Regions from separate parts of the Mus musculus genome. Here regions 1, 2 and 4 are each linked to region 3. The links are chromatin contacts, called in public Hi-C, HiChIP or PLAC-seq and Micro-C maps. All regions are on one chromosome and are shown on one strand. The core of a region is the stretch at or near the end of the contact, and the rest is flanking DNA. Distances in the headings are between cores, read along the strand shown.

What was found. A called contact is a pair of places that touch in the nucleus more often than the background predicts. HiChIP or PLAC-seq counts read pairs in DNA pulled down with a chosen protein or histone mark.
Region 1: a contact with region 3 is called in an H3K4me3 HiChIP or PLAC-seq map of embryonic stem cells, with 36 read pairs. The contact joins the promoter of Lrrc38 here to the promoter of Pdpn in region 3. A contact is called at or near these places in 2 of 39 promoter capture datasets (cranial neural crest and hippocampal neurons), 2 of 484 Hi-C or Micro-C datasets (embryonic stem cells and nephron progenitors), 3 of 115 datasets of contacts at active chromatin or transcription factors (embryonic stem cells and extraembryonic endoderm stem cells) and 4 of 9 other capture datasets (adipose tissue, embryonic stem cells, liver and 1 more).
Region 2: a Hi-C map of nephron progenitors shows a contact between it and region 3, with 2.7 times the contacts expected there. The contact joins the enhancer-like site here to the promoter of Pdpn in region 3. A contact is called at or near these places in 2 of 39 promoter capture datasets (macrophages and pre-B cells), 26 of 484 Hi-C or Micro-C datasets (Th1 cells, bone marrow-derived dendritic cells, cerebral cortex and 14 more), 10 of 115 datasets of contacts at active chromatin or transcription factors (bone marrow-derived dendritic cells, embryonic fibroblasts, embryonic stem cells and 2 more) and 4 of 9 other capture datasets (adipose tissue, embryonic stem cells, macrophages and 1 more).
Region 4: a Micro-C map of embryonic stem cells shows a contact between it and region 3, with 2.3 times the contacts expected there. The contact joins the enhancer-like site here to the promoter of Pdpn in region 3. A contact is called at or near these places in 4 of 39 promoter capture datasets (embryonic stem cells, macrophages and stem cell-derived epiblast-like cells), 12 of 484 Hi-C or Micro-C datasets (the BV-2 cell line, bone marrow-derived dendritic cells, bone marrow-derived macrophages and 4 more), 4 of 115 datasets of contacts at active chromatin or transcription factors (embryonic stem cells and extraembryonic endoderm stem cells) and 3 of 9 other capture datasets (adipose tissue, macrophages and pancreatic islet).

What each region holds. Positions count from the first base shown.
Region 1 is chr4:143,348,334-143,351,033 of GRCm38.p6, forward strand. It overlaps Lrrc38 (leucine rich repeat containing 38), which reads left to right and starts at 1,417. Exons shown (of 2, transcript NM_001162983.1): 1 at 1,417-2,478. The coding sequence starts at 1,836.
Region 2 is chr4:143,254,479-143,257,178 of GRCm38.p6, forward strand. No RefSeq gene overlaps it. Among named protein-coding and RNA genes, the nearest start is that of Gm52493, 36 kb to the left of the region's middle. Within about 2 kb of position 1,288, at least 2 of the 459 cell types and tissues checked have an H3K27ac peak or open chromatin away from gene starts, as enhancers often do. A contact at or near this core is called in nephron progenitors, where this site is marked.
Region 3 is chr4:143,298,134-143,300,833 of GRCm38.p6, forward strand. It overlaps Pdpn (podoplanin), which reads right to left and starts at 1,431. Exons shown (of 6, transcript NM_010329.3): 1 at 1,056-1,431. The coding sequence starts at 1,122.
Region 4 is chr4:143,237,277-143,239,976 of GRCm38.p6, forward strand. No RefSeq gene overlaps it. Among named protein-coding and RNA genes, the nearest start is that of Gm52493, 19 kb to the left of the region's middle. Within about 2 kb of position 1,430, at least 62 of the 459 cell types and tissues checked have an H3K27ac peak or open chromatin away from gene starts, as enhancers often do. A contact at or near this core is called in the BV-2 cell line, bone marrow-derived macrophages, embryonic stem cells and 2 more, where this site is marked.

The sequences.
Region 1 (2,700 bases), core at 167-2,666, 50 kb after region 3:
TGTAGGACTGCAGCTAGCCAGACCCCTTGACAGGAAGACACCTGAACACATTTAAACCTACAGCTCTGCCAGCCCAGAACAGAACCTGAGGCTGAAAGAGAGCAAGAATATTCTTTTCAGGATGCTTTTGCAGAGTTTAGAGTGGTGGCACATGCTCTTTCTGGCTGCCTTCTTGCATCCTTAACAACATCAATGTAGCTAAGGTACTTTCACCCACCCTAGTCCTTTCTTACCCTATACTGCCTCTTCAAAAGGCAGAGCCCCGGAAACTGGGAATTGCAAGACATTCTGTTGACCTGGTGAGAATCGGAACACAAGACAGGGGCTGTAGGTCTAGCTTGGTGGCCAGGGTGTGTGCAAGGGAAGAGCGATTGAGGGGGCCCAACACCCAGCCCCTCCTGGAACTCATGCAAGTTCTTGGGCCTTTGGCTCTGTCCCAAAGGCTCAACTGCCTGATCCCTGGCTCAGAGGCACCAACTGGCTTCCAAACTGGAAAAAGAGGTCATCCAACTCCCTTCCAAACTGGGAAAAAAAATACCCAGACTTAGCTCTGAGGCTTCGGAATAGCTGGCTCCACCAATCCCCAGCAGTGCCAGGGGATGGGGCAGGGTCAATGGGGGCCAGTAACTGACAGCTGTTCCGTGGGTTATTTTGGGCCAGGGGCTGAGCTTCTCGGTTCCAGGGTGTTAGGATTAAAATAGCCACCTGCAGGGCGATTTGCCTGTAGCAGTGTAGGGGCTTTTCCAAAAAGCAAACATTCAAAGCCCGGCAGAGGAGTAGAATACGGGGTTGGTTTGAGGAATGGCAGGGAAGGAATTCTATCACTGTCTAAGACCAACCTCACCTCTGAGGAGCTGGGCTCTAAGCGTTGGCATCTCTCTGACCAGATCACTTTCCTGGGCCATCAAAATGAAGGGTTGATGGGGAAAGAAGGGTTGGTAACTCCTAAACACAGCTTCTGGCCTTCTTCAGTCCTCAAAGGGAGCGGTGAGATGTCCCCACCCTTGCCTTTTCACAGATGGTTCCACAGGAGTTCAGGGGGCGCTTGGAGGCTCTGGTTGCAGGTCACCAAACTGCCCCAGTACCTCTTGCTTTGGCCTTGCTCAGAGCTACAGAAGATTCGTGTTGGGAGGATAATCAGTTCTATCTCCAAGCTCAGGACCAGCATGGAAAACGCTGACTGGCCCTGGCTATCCTTCCAGTCACAGCGGGACCTTGGCAGCCACCCGCCTAGCTCACACCCTCCTCCTGCAGGAGGTGGGGCAAAAGCAGGTGGGAGGAGGGGGTCGAAGGGGAAGCCCAACCATCCTGGAGCCTAGCCAAAGCTCAACTTCGCAGCCCCAGGCGGGGACTTGACAGCCTGCGGGCTTTGTTCAGGACTTCGAGTTAGAGTGACCTGGGACCCTTTGGCAGAGATGAGGGTGGCGCTCTGGGCGCATGCCCCAGACACGCCCCATGGAAATCGCTCCAGGGATCCGTCACTGAACTTAGTCTTGAGCACCGCTGGCCAGGTCTGTGCGACAGGTCCCACTTCCCCGCCCGAGTGGGGTCGCTCTGGGCTCCCTCCACGATCTCCACCTGTGCTTTTGAATGTTCCAGAGGGTCAGTTTCCTGTGCGGGTAAATTCTGCGCCCAGCACCTCTCATCTTCCTCCTCCCTCCCCGCCTCCCGGACACCCCGGGTCGCTCTGTCCCCGCCGCACTCTCATCGCCCCCGCGCGCCCCGGCGCAGCCTCCCCGCCCTGCGCCGCTGCCCTGGGGCTCTCGGCGCCCCGGAGCCAGGGCCCCGCTGCGTCCTCCTTGCTGCGAGCTGAGTCCTCCGGAGTCCCCCGGGCCATGAGTCTCTGCGTTGCCCCCCGCCACCCCACGGGCGCTGCTGCGGCGCTGGGGCTCGGTAGCCTCTTGGTGCTGCTCGGGCCGGGACGCGCGTGCCCCGCGGGCTGTGCTTGCACCGACCCCCATACCGTGGACTGTCGCGATCGCGGGCTGCCCAGCGTGCCCGATCCCTTCCCCCTGGACGTGCGCAAGCTGCTAGTGGCCGGCAACCGCATCCAGCAGATCCCCGAGGACTTCTTCATCTTCCATGGAGATCTGGTGTATCTGGATTTCAGGAACAACTCGCTGCGCTCGCTGGAGGAGGGCACGTTCAGCGGCTCGGGCAAGCTGGCCTTTCTGGACCTGAGCTACAACAACCTCACCCAGCTGGGGGCCGGCGCCTTCCGCTCGGCGGGGAGGCTGGTCAAGCTGAGCCTGGCCAACAACCATCTGGCCGGTGTACATGAGGCTGCCTTCGAGAGCCTGGAGTCCTTGCAGGTGCTGGAACTCAACGACAACAACCTGCGCAGCCTCAACGTGGCGGCTTTGGATGCGCTGCCGGCACTGCGCACTGTGCGCCTGGACGGGAACCCCTGGCTGTGTGACTGTGACTTCGCTCACCTCTTCTCCTGGATTCAGGAGAACACATCCAAATTGCCCAAAGGTGAGCCAGAGGGTGGCTGGAAGCCAAGGCTGGGTCTGGTAGGGAACGCTGGAGGAATCCAGCACGGTCAGGATGTGTGAGGCCTCGTTTTGGGGCTCACCAGAAAGTCCCCTGAACGAGGACCCCTGTGGTGTAACTCCATAAGACCAGCTGTCTGAAAGTCTGAGATGTGTTGGCAACGAGTGTTAAAAGAACACACCCGGAACTCTCTCAAGTTTCTCT
Region 2 (2,700 bases), core at 38-2,537, 44 kb before region 3:
GAAATGCTATAGGGGCTACAGAGATGGCTCAGTGGTTAAGAGCACTGACTGCTCTTTCAAAGATCCTCTGAGTTCAATTCCCAGCAACCACAACCATCTGTAATGAGATCTGATGCCCTCTCTTGGTATGTCTAAAGACAGCTACAGTGTGCTTATAATAAATAAATAAATAAATAAATAAATAAATAAATAAATAAATAAATAAATAAATCTTTTTAAAAAAGAAAGAAATGCTATAGATGATATACATTTGACACAAATCATGTGAGCAGAGAGTAGCTGGCAGGGAAGTGGCTCAGAAGTGGGAGCAGTGATCTCCTGAGTGCCCACAGCTGGGTGTTTGCCTCATTTGGGAATGGTCTGATGGGAGGTTTTTTTTTTAATTGTGTAACCAATCAGCTGGCTAGGTATTTGTAATTGGTTGAGCTCCCACCCCTGCTAAGTCAGTTACTAAAAACTGTGTTCTGGAGTGACAGGAGAGAGCTGGGTCTTAAAACCACCCCAGGCTGACCTTCCTTCCTTCCTTTCTTTCTTCCTTCCTTCCTTCCTTCCTTCCTTCCTTCCTTCCTTCCTTCCTTTCTTTCTTTTTTTGTTTTCGAGACAGGGTTTCTCTGTGAATCCCTGGCTGTCCTGGAACTCACTCTGTAGACCAGGCTGGCCTCGAACTCAGAAATCCACCTGCCTCTGCCTCCCGAGTGCTGGCATTAAAGGCGTGCGCCACCATGCCCTGCCAGGCTGACCTTTCTGTGTGGAGCTAATGGGAGCGTTAGCCAATGTATTTCCATAGGAAAAAACTTCTACCCACAAGATGTTTGTAGAGTGTAGCATAGAGAAGGAGAAACAAACCAGGCATGATTTGTCCCTCAGAACAAAACAAAACCAAAAAAAAAAAAAAAAAAAAGGAAAAATAGAAGGAGAAAGAAAGGACACAGATGCCCACACTCAAGTGCGGAAACACTTTTCATACTTTCAAAAGCAAACAAGAAGTACAGGCCAGACGAAGGGCCAGGAGAGGGAAATGAAATCTTTTGGAATGTATCTCGCTGTGAAGCTCTGACTTTGGAATTGCCTAAATATTTTATACATTCAAAAAATTTCGAAGTAAGTTAAAAGGCTGAGAAGGAAGCACTGCCTAAAATCCGAAAAGAAGTAAAAAACCAGTACTAAATTATGTATCAAATTGACGCTGTACTCTTAAGATAAAAGACTTATTTCAAGTGACTGGTCCAGCCTTCAGTGTGGAATGCGTTACAGGCCAAAAGAGAGCCACAAAGAAAGCAGAAGCCTCCACCAGCCACTGTTTTATGAGCATCAAGATTGATGTTTGCGGTCACTGTGCACACACAGCAGCCCCGTAAATTATTGCAGCAATTAAAATTATAGTTAGAAATCAAGACTTTCGTGTCACACACACACAAAGACATTCTGACTTAATGCTGAAGCGACATAGTCAGGCCTCAGGTCAGATGCTCAATTCGAAGAGGAAATGTTATCTCGAAGTTTTGAGGCCTTTCATCTATTGAAAACAATGTGATTTCTAAGTCAGTCTACGGCAGAAAGGAGGACACAGCAACAATGAACATAACCTTGGCCGAGCAGACCAGAGCACCGAGAGACATGCTGAAGGCTAAACTGGAGACGGGGTGCTTTGAGTTTTTCCCAGGTTGCTTGTTATATCAAAAAGCCAGGATGTTGAAGCTAAAAGATGGTTCAGTGGTTAAGAGAACTTGGGGCTCTACCTCAGGACCCAGCTTATGTCTGGCTGTAGCTCCAGTTCTGGGAGGCCCCTTTCTGGCCTCGCTGGGTGCTGTGTACATGTGATGCACTTACATAGAAACTGGCAGTCACAAACACACATAAAATAAAAGTAAATAAGATTTTATTCTTAAATCAGGATAAACCCAAAAGACAAAAGAGGTAATATCAGAAACTCAGCCTGCAGGGCTCCCTTGGTTCAAAAAAATTAGCCTGAGCATCCAAAATGACTAACACTGTTCAGGGTCGTACATACTTGTAACAGCAGCATTCCAGTGGTGGAGACAGGAGAGTCAGAAGTCCAGGACTGTAACTTCTTAAGCTATAGAGCAAGTTCAAGGTCAGACTTAGGTTACACATGATCCCCCATCTCTCTCAAAAAAAAATGTGGAGGGGCCTGGAGAGATGGCTTGATGGTTAAGACCACGTGTTCTTGCAGAAGACTCAGGTTTCATTCCCAGTACCCACATGGGGTCTCACATCTGTCTATAATTCCCAGAATCTTATGTCCTCTCTGTCCTCCATGGGCACTGCATGTATGTGACACACTCACTCACATGCAGGCAAACACTCATACCCATACAATTTTTAAAAGTTACAGATGATCCCAGTACTCGGGAGGCAGAGGCAGGCGGATTTCTGAGTTCAAGGCCAGCCTGTCTACAAAGTGAGTTCCAGGACAGCCAGGGCTATACAGAGAAATCCTGTCTCAAAAAAACAAAACAAAACAAAAAAAAAGTTAAAGATGACTATGGTTGATGAATACATATGTAAATTTCAGTGGATTTATAATAATCAAGGTGAGATGGGAAGACATAGAAAGAAAAGAAAAAATGAAGGGAAAAAGAAAAACAGCAACTCAGAAGAAAAAAAAAAGTATTAATCATGTCACCCGAGGGTAGCCAGAACATCAAATCCTGACTTGATAATTAAAGGGAATAAATG
Region 3 (2,700 bases), core at 181-2,680:
TCCCATGACTTCTTGGCTCTGGGATCAAGATTAGAGCTTAGATTCCACCAGGAATATAGATACAACTTAAAACATCAAAGCAAGAAACAAAATAACAGGAGACTGTCCTAGACCCCAGCCATAGATCACCCAGACAGAAGACAGTAATTCAGAAGAGGAGGACGTGATGGTGGTCCCATCAATCTGTTTCTTTCTAGTCAGGGTCTTAAAGCCCAGTCTGGTTTCAAACTCCTTATACCCCAAGATAACCCTGAACCCTCTCATCCTCCTGCCTCCATTTCCCAGTGCTGACACAGTTGAGCATCACCATCCTGGCTTTTGCATCTTGCTGGGGATGGAGCATGAGAGTGTCTCACATGCCAAACATGGACTCTGCCAACTGAGCTACATTCTCAGGCTCCATTCGTCTTTAATTAACACTAATTCAGCCACTGAGTCCTTGGCCAAGTTCAATACATGGCCTCAAACACACTTGCGCTTCAACGCTCACGGCAGCCCTCCAGGTTAGGAGGTACAGGTCCGTGGCGCCCTGGGTTCCATCCATTTCCAGTGTAGGGGTGTGGGGAGGGGAGGAAAGAAAGAGGCAGAGACAAGAATGCTAGAAAGATAGCAGCTTGCGGGTCAAGCTGTTCCACCGTCCCTTCCAGCTACCATCCTAATTAGCGAAGCCTCTTCAGGTCTATCCCCAGCCAGGGGTGTGACCCAGAGTTCCAACCTACGTCCTCCTATCTGTTCCTCTTTTTCAGAGACATTAATCATTCCTCTAACACACTGCTTTTTTGGGCCAGTCCAGTCGCCCTTGGTCACCTTCCCATCCCGTAACACTAGCCCCCGGGGCGGTGGGGGTTGTTAGGGCCATTCTGTACCCCTACCACCTGTGGGTGGACCCCCTACCGCCACACCCACTTGGCTGTTACAGGAGACTTAGCCCCATCTAAGCTACCCCACCGCTCTCCCTCCCTCCCCCCGCACTCGCAGATCCCAGGCCCAAGCATCCCCCGCCTCCCTCCATCCCCACCAACAAGTGCTGGTTGCCAATCATGCATGGCGCTTACCTCCCTGCGCAGAGTCCCAGAACCAAACGCTCCCCAAAACCCAGAACAACACTGGCACGGTCCACATCTTGATCTCGTTGGAGCCTCAGCAGCTAGTGGGTTTTTTTGTGGGTTGTGAAAAGATGAAAAACAAAACAAAACAAAACAAAAAACTTCGAAGCCACAGGCCCAGCCGGGAAGAGCTCGGGAGGAGGTTGGAAGGCGCTGAGCAAAAGTCTCAGCGCCAGAGAGTGCCCGGGCTTTCTGGACTCGCAGAGGCAGCAAGCACAGCAAACTTGGCAGCTGGCAACCTCTCGGCACAGTCGGCATTTATGTCTCCGGTCCCGGGGCGGGAGCGGGTGGGCGTCAGGTGGTCCCGGAGATCTAGGACCGCCCCCGAACTCTGTTTGGCCAGCATCACAAGATGACCTCAGGCCAGGTTTAAAGTTACAGGGCCTCAGCCACTGGGGCCCAGCCCAGAGGGGAAAAAAAAAAAAAGCTTTTGACTTTGTTCCACTACAGGAGAAAAGGGGGCCACGTGCAGTAAACAGTTCTGATTTACAATTTTTATTTATTTTTCTACTATATTTACTATTATGTTTTGGAGGGCAAAGCCCACAACTTAGGTTTCCTTGATAGTGGGCAGAAGAGAGACGCACACAGTGGCGTATGCGGCTGGTTTTATGGTTTTTAGACCGATGCACTGGATTTTTTTCTTCAGATGGTTTGGGGAAAACGGCCGTTGTTTGGGTGAGTCTGAGGCGGCTCTTGTTTATTGAACCTTCATGCAAGGCACGTGGATGGATGGATGGATGGATGGATGGATGGATGGATGGATGGATGGATGGATGGATGGACGGACGGACGGAAGGACGCGTCTGTCCTCCCACAACTAGCCTTCAGTGCAGTACTTGGCCCGGTGAGGTACTTGTCTGGGTGGGGTGCTTGACCTTGAAGGGTGCTTGGCCCTAGTGAGTTATACAGAAGGCAGAGCACGTACCACCACCCCCTGATACCGGGACTTTGTGGCTTCACCTGGATACCAGGAGCAGCTGTGTCATCTGACTATCGGCCACTCACCTGGAACTAATAAGAGTTCAGCTCATCTATTAATCCTAGGGTTTAACTGGTAATCCCCTGTCTCTTGATTTAAACAATCCTTCCTTGCTCTCAGGGAGTGGGTATCGGCAAGAGAAATGTTCATTATTCCCTTCTAACCTGTTGGAATCTAAGAACAGGGTCGGGGGTGGTCTTGGCTTCACTCCCAGATGCCATAAATTCCTTTCAACAAAAGCATCTGAGGATGGGCCCCCCAGAGGTGGCTCGGCCACCAAGCCGAGTGACTTAAGTTTTAGGCTCTGAACCCACAATGGTGAAAGGAGAGTCCCGATTGATTCCTGTATGTTGCCCTCTGACCAGACAGCGAGCACACACACACACACACACACACACACACACACACATACACACACACACTCGCGCATGCACACGGTAAAAATAAGTTACAGAGAACTTAACAATGAACGGTCCCTACGTGTCCCAATGAAGGTGACAATGAGCTGTTTTCATCCTTTTATCTTTGACCTCAGTTTCAAACAGACTTCATCTCAAGAATTTCAAAAGTAGACTGATTTTTAAAAATTATTTATTGTGTGTGCGCATGCAC
Region 4 (2,700 bases), core at 180-2,679, 61 kb before region 3:
TATACCTGTGGGGAAGGGAAGGGAGAGTTTGCAATACAAAAAAAAAAAAAAAAAGTAGCCTAGTTCTAACCATGATGGGCAAGCAGACGATGACAGAGACAGCCACCTAGTGCACAGTCCCGATGCTCTAATTGTCTCAGATGAGACACCGTGGAGCAGAGTCATTATCCTGACAGCTCGGCCTATCTCTCAGACTATGGATGTCAAGAAGGCAGAAACTGGGAGTCAACTCCACGTCACAGGGAACGTTATTGTAGAGGTTTTTCTTCAAAGGGGGGTGGGTGGAGATAAGGATAAATAAAATTCATTTTCTTAGACTATGTAGGGGTAAGAAAATCAGAAAAGAATCTAAATTTAACTGAATTAAAGACTTATTTCCAAACTGGGTGGTGGTGGTGCACACCTTTAATCCCAGCATTTGGGAGGCAGAGGCAGGCGGATCTCTGAGTTCGAGGCCAGCCTGGTCTACAGAGTGAGTTCCAGGACAAAAACCCTGTCCAAAAAAAAAAAAAAAAGAGAAAGAGAAAAAGAAAAAAGAAAACAGATTTTTTTTCATACAATATATTCTGATTATGGTTTCCCTTCCCTCTACCCCCCCCACCAGTCCCTCCCCATCTGGATCTACCTTCCCCCTTCATTGGAAGACAAACTGGCATCTAAGGAATAATAACAAAATAATATTCAGATAAGAATAGGGCAAAGGAAACACACAGAAGGAAAAGAACCCAAGGGAAGCCACAAGAAACAGATCTAGACGACACAGTGACACACTTGTTTGCACATTCAGGAATCCAATAAAAACCCAAAGATGGAAGTCGTTTTATATATATATATATAATATTTTACATATTATATATATGTAAAAGCTGTAGGGTAAAAATAAATAAAAGTAAAATTAAAAAAAAATACAGAGTCCTAATGTGACATTATGAGACAAGTCACCTCCAAAAAAACATTGAGTTCTTTGTTGGCCACTGAAAGGAGACTTCCTTACAGATAATATTGTTTGATTTGCAAGTGATTAGCACGTGGAGATAGTTTCTGCATGAGTAATGGGGGAAGTTTCAGGTAGCTATTCTGGAATTTATTGTGTAAATCCTGCCGGCCTCAAAAATCACAGACACGCCTGCCTCTGCCTCGCAAGCAATGGAATGTAAAATGGTGGCCCCACGCCCTGCTAAATGCTTTCTTTTATAAGTCGCCGCCGCGGGGGTCGGGGATCGCGGTGTTTTTGTCAGAGCTGTAAAAAGGTAACTAAAGCTGGTGGCTTGGAATCCTGAACATGTCTTAGCTGTCACTTCCTCCACCTCCCCATTAAGGATGCACACCAAAATCTCCTTTACTTACGCAGCATTGGCTCCAATCTATTTTCCCTTACTGCTCAGCTGCAGATAGACCTTTGAAACCTGCGGAAAGTTCCAGACTTTCCAGTTATGACACGGTTTTGTGACCTCAGGCTACTTTATCGGTTTTCTCACTTCACAAGGTCACTGGACGGCCAGTGTCAGCATTATCTTGTTTTGTTTTCGAATTTAGCAGCAGAAATAACATTCATTTAATCGCCTTTTCCCTCTTCCTCCTTTCATCCTCTTTCTAAACATAAACATTGACAGCTTTTTAAATTTCCTGCTATTCTGAACTATTTTGTTCCTTTCTAATAGCAATGCCGTTTATGTAGACCATGGCGCCGCCTCGTGGCCAAGTGGGACAATTACATTTAATTTTTGGTTTTGTGGGTTTTTTGGAGGGGGTTGATTTGGTTTTGTTTAAGATGCTGAGGTGTGTTAGAGTTAAGATGACAGGAGATAGAATACGGAGGTTGCCTTTTAAAGAGGTAAAATCTCTTGTCTGACTGTCTGTAAGAGCTGAAAAAATTTCTGGGACACCCGCCTATCAGTGCTAAAGTCAGCCGAGTCCAGGACAGTTGGGGGTGAGCTGGTTCCTCTGGGCTTTTTTTACCCTGCCATGCTGCTTTGTACAGAGTGAAGTTTGGGGCCCATGCTTTAGATACAAGAAAGGATTATGAAAGGGCTGAAAGATGGTGCAATTTCCTGACAGGATTTGGCATGGGCTTGGGGGAGCGGGGGAGAGGTGGGGCTTGGGGGAGCCACAGATGGAAGACCTGAGGTGGTGCAGGGAGAGCCAGGCGGAGAACCCTTTAGGCTGAAGAGAGAGGACTATAAAGGATGTACACCAATCTTGAAGGTTGTACAGCTTGAGGGTGGGTTTTATCAAACGATTTTTCAGGGCTAGAGAAATGGCAGAGGCCCCAAGTTCAGCTTCCAGCACCCGACCTGGGTTGTTCACAGTTGCCTGTAACTCCTGCACTGTAAGGGTCCGAAAAGCGCTGAAGGAAGACCCCAGACTCAGTGCACAAAGACAGAGAGGGTTGATTCTATAGAAACGACCAGCAGGTGCGGGTCAACCATTCTCCAAAATGGCGACCTCAGACAAAGGCCCAAAGGCCTTCTTGTAGGGAAGCAGGGAAACTCTCTAGAAGGAGTAGGTAATCTGGAATGGGATTGGTAGGAGCCAAACAGTGACATTAGTAGAACTTTGATTGGCTACTATGTTAGTTAGTTCTGCTATATTTAGAGAGTGGGTTAGGTAATCTAAAATTTCATTGGTGGGTGCTGGGGAGGTCACAGGGGTCGGCTTCTGATTGGCTTGTGCCAGGAAGTCAGTGGTCCACAATCCTGC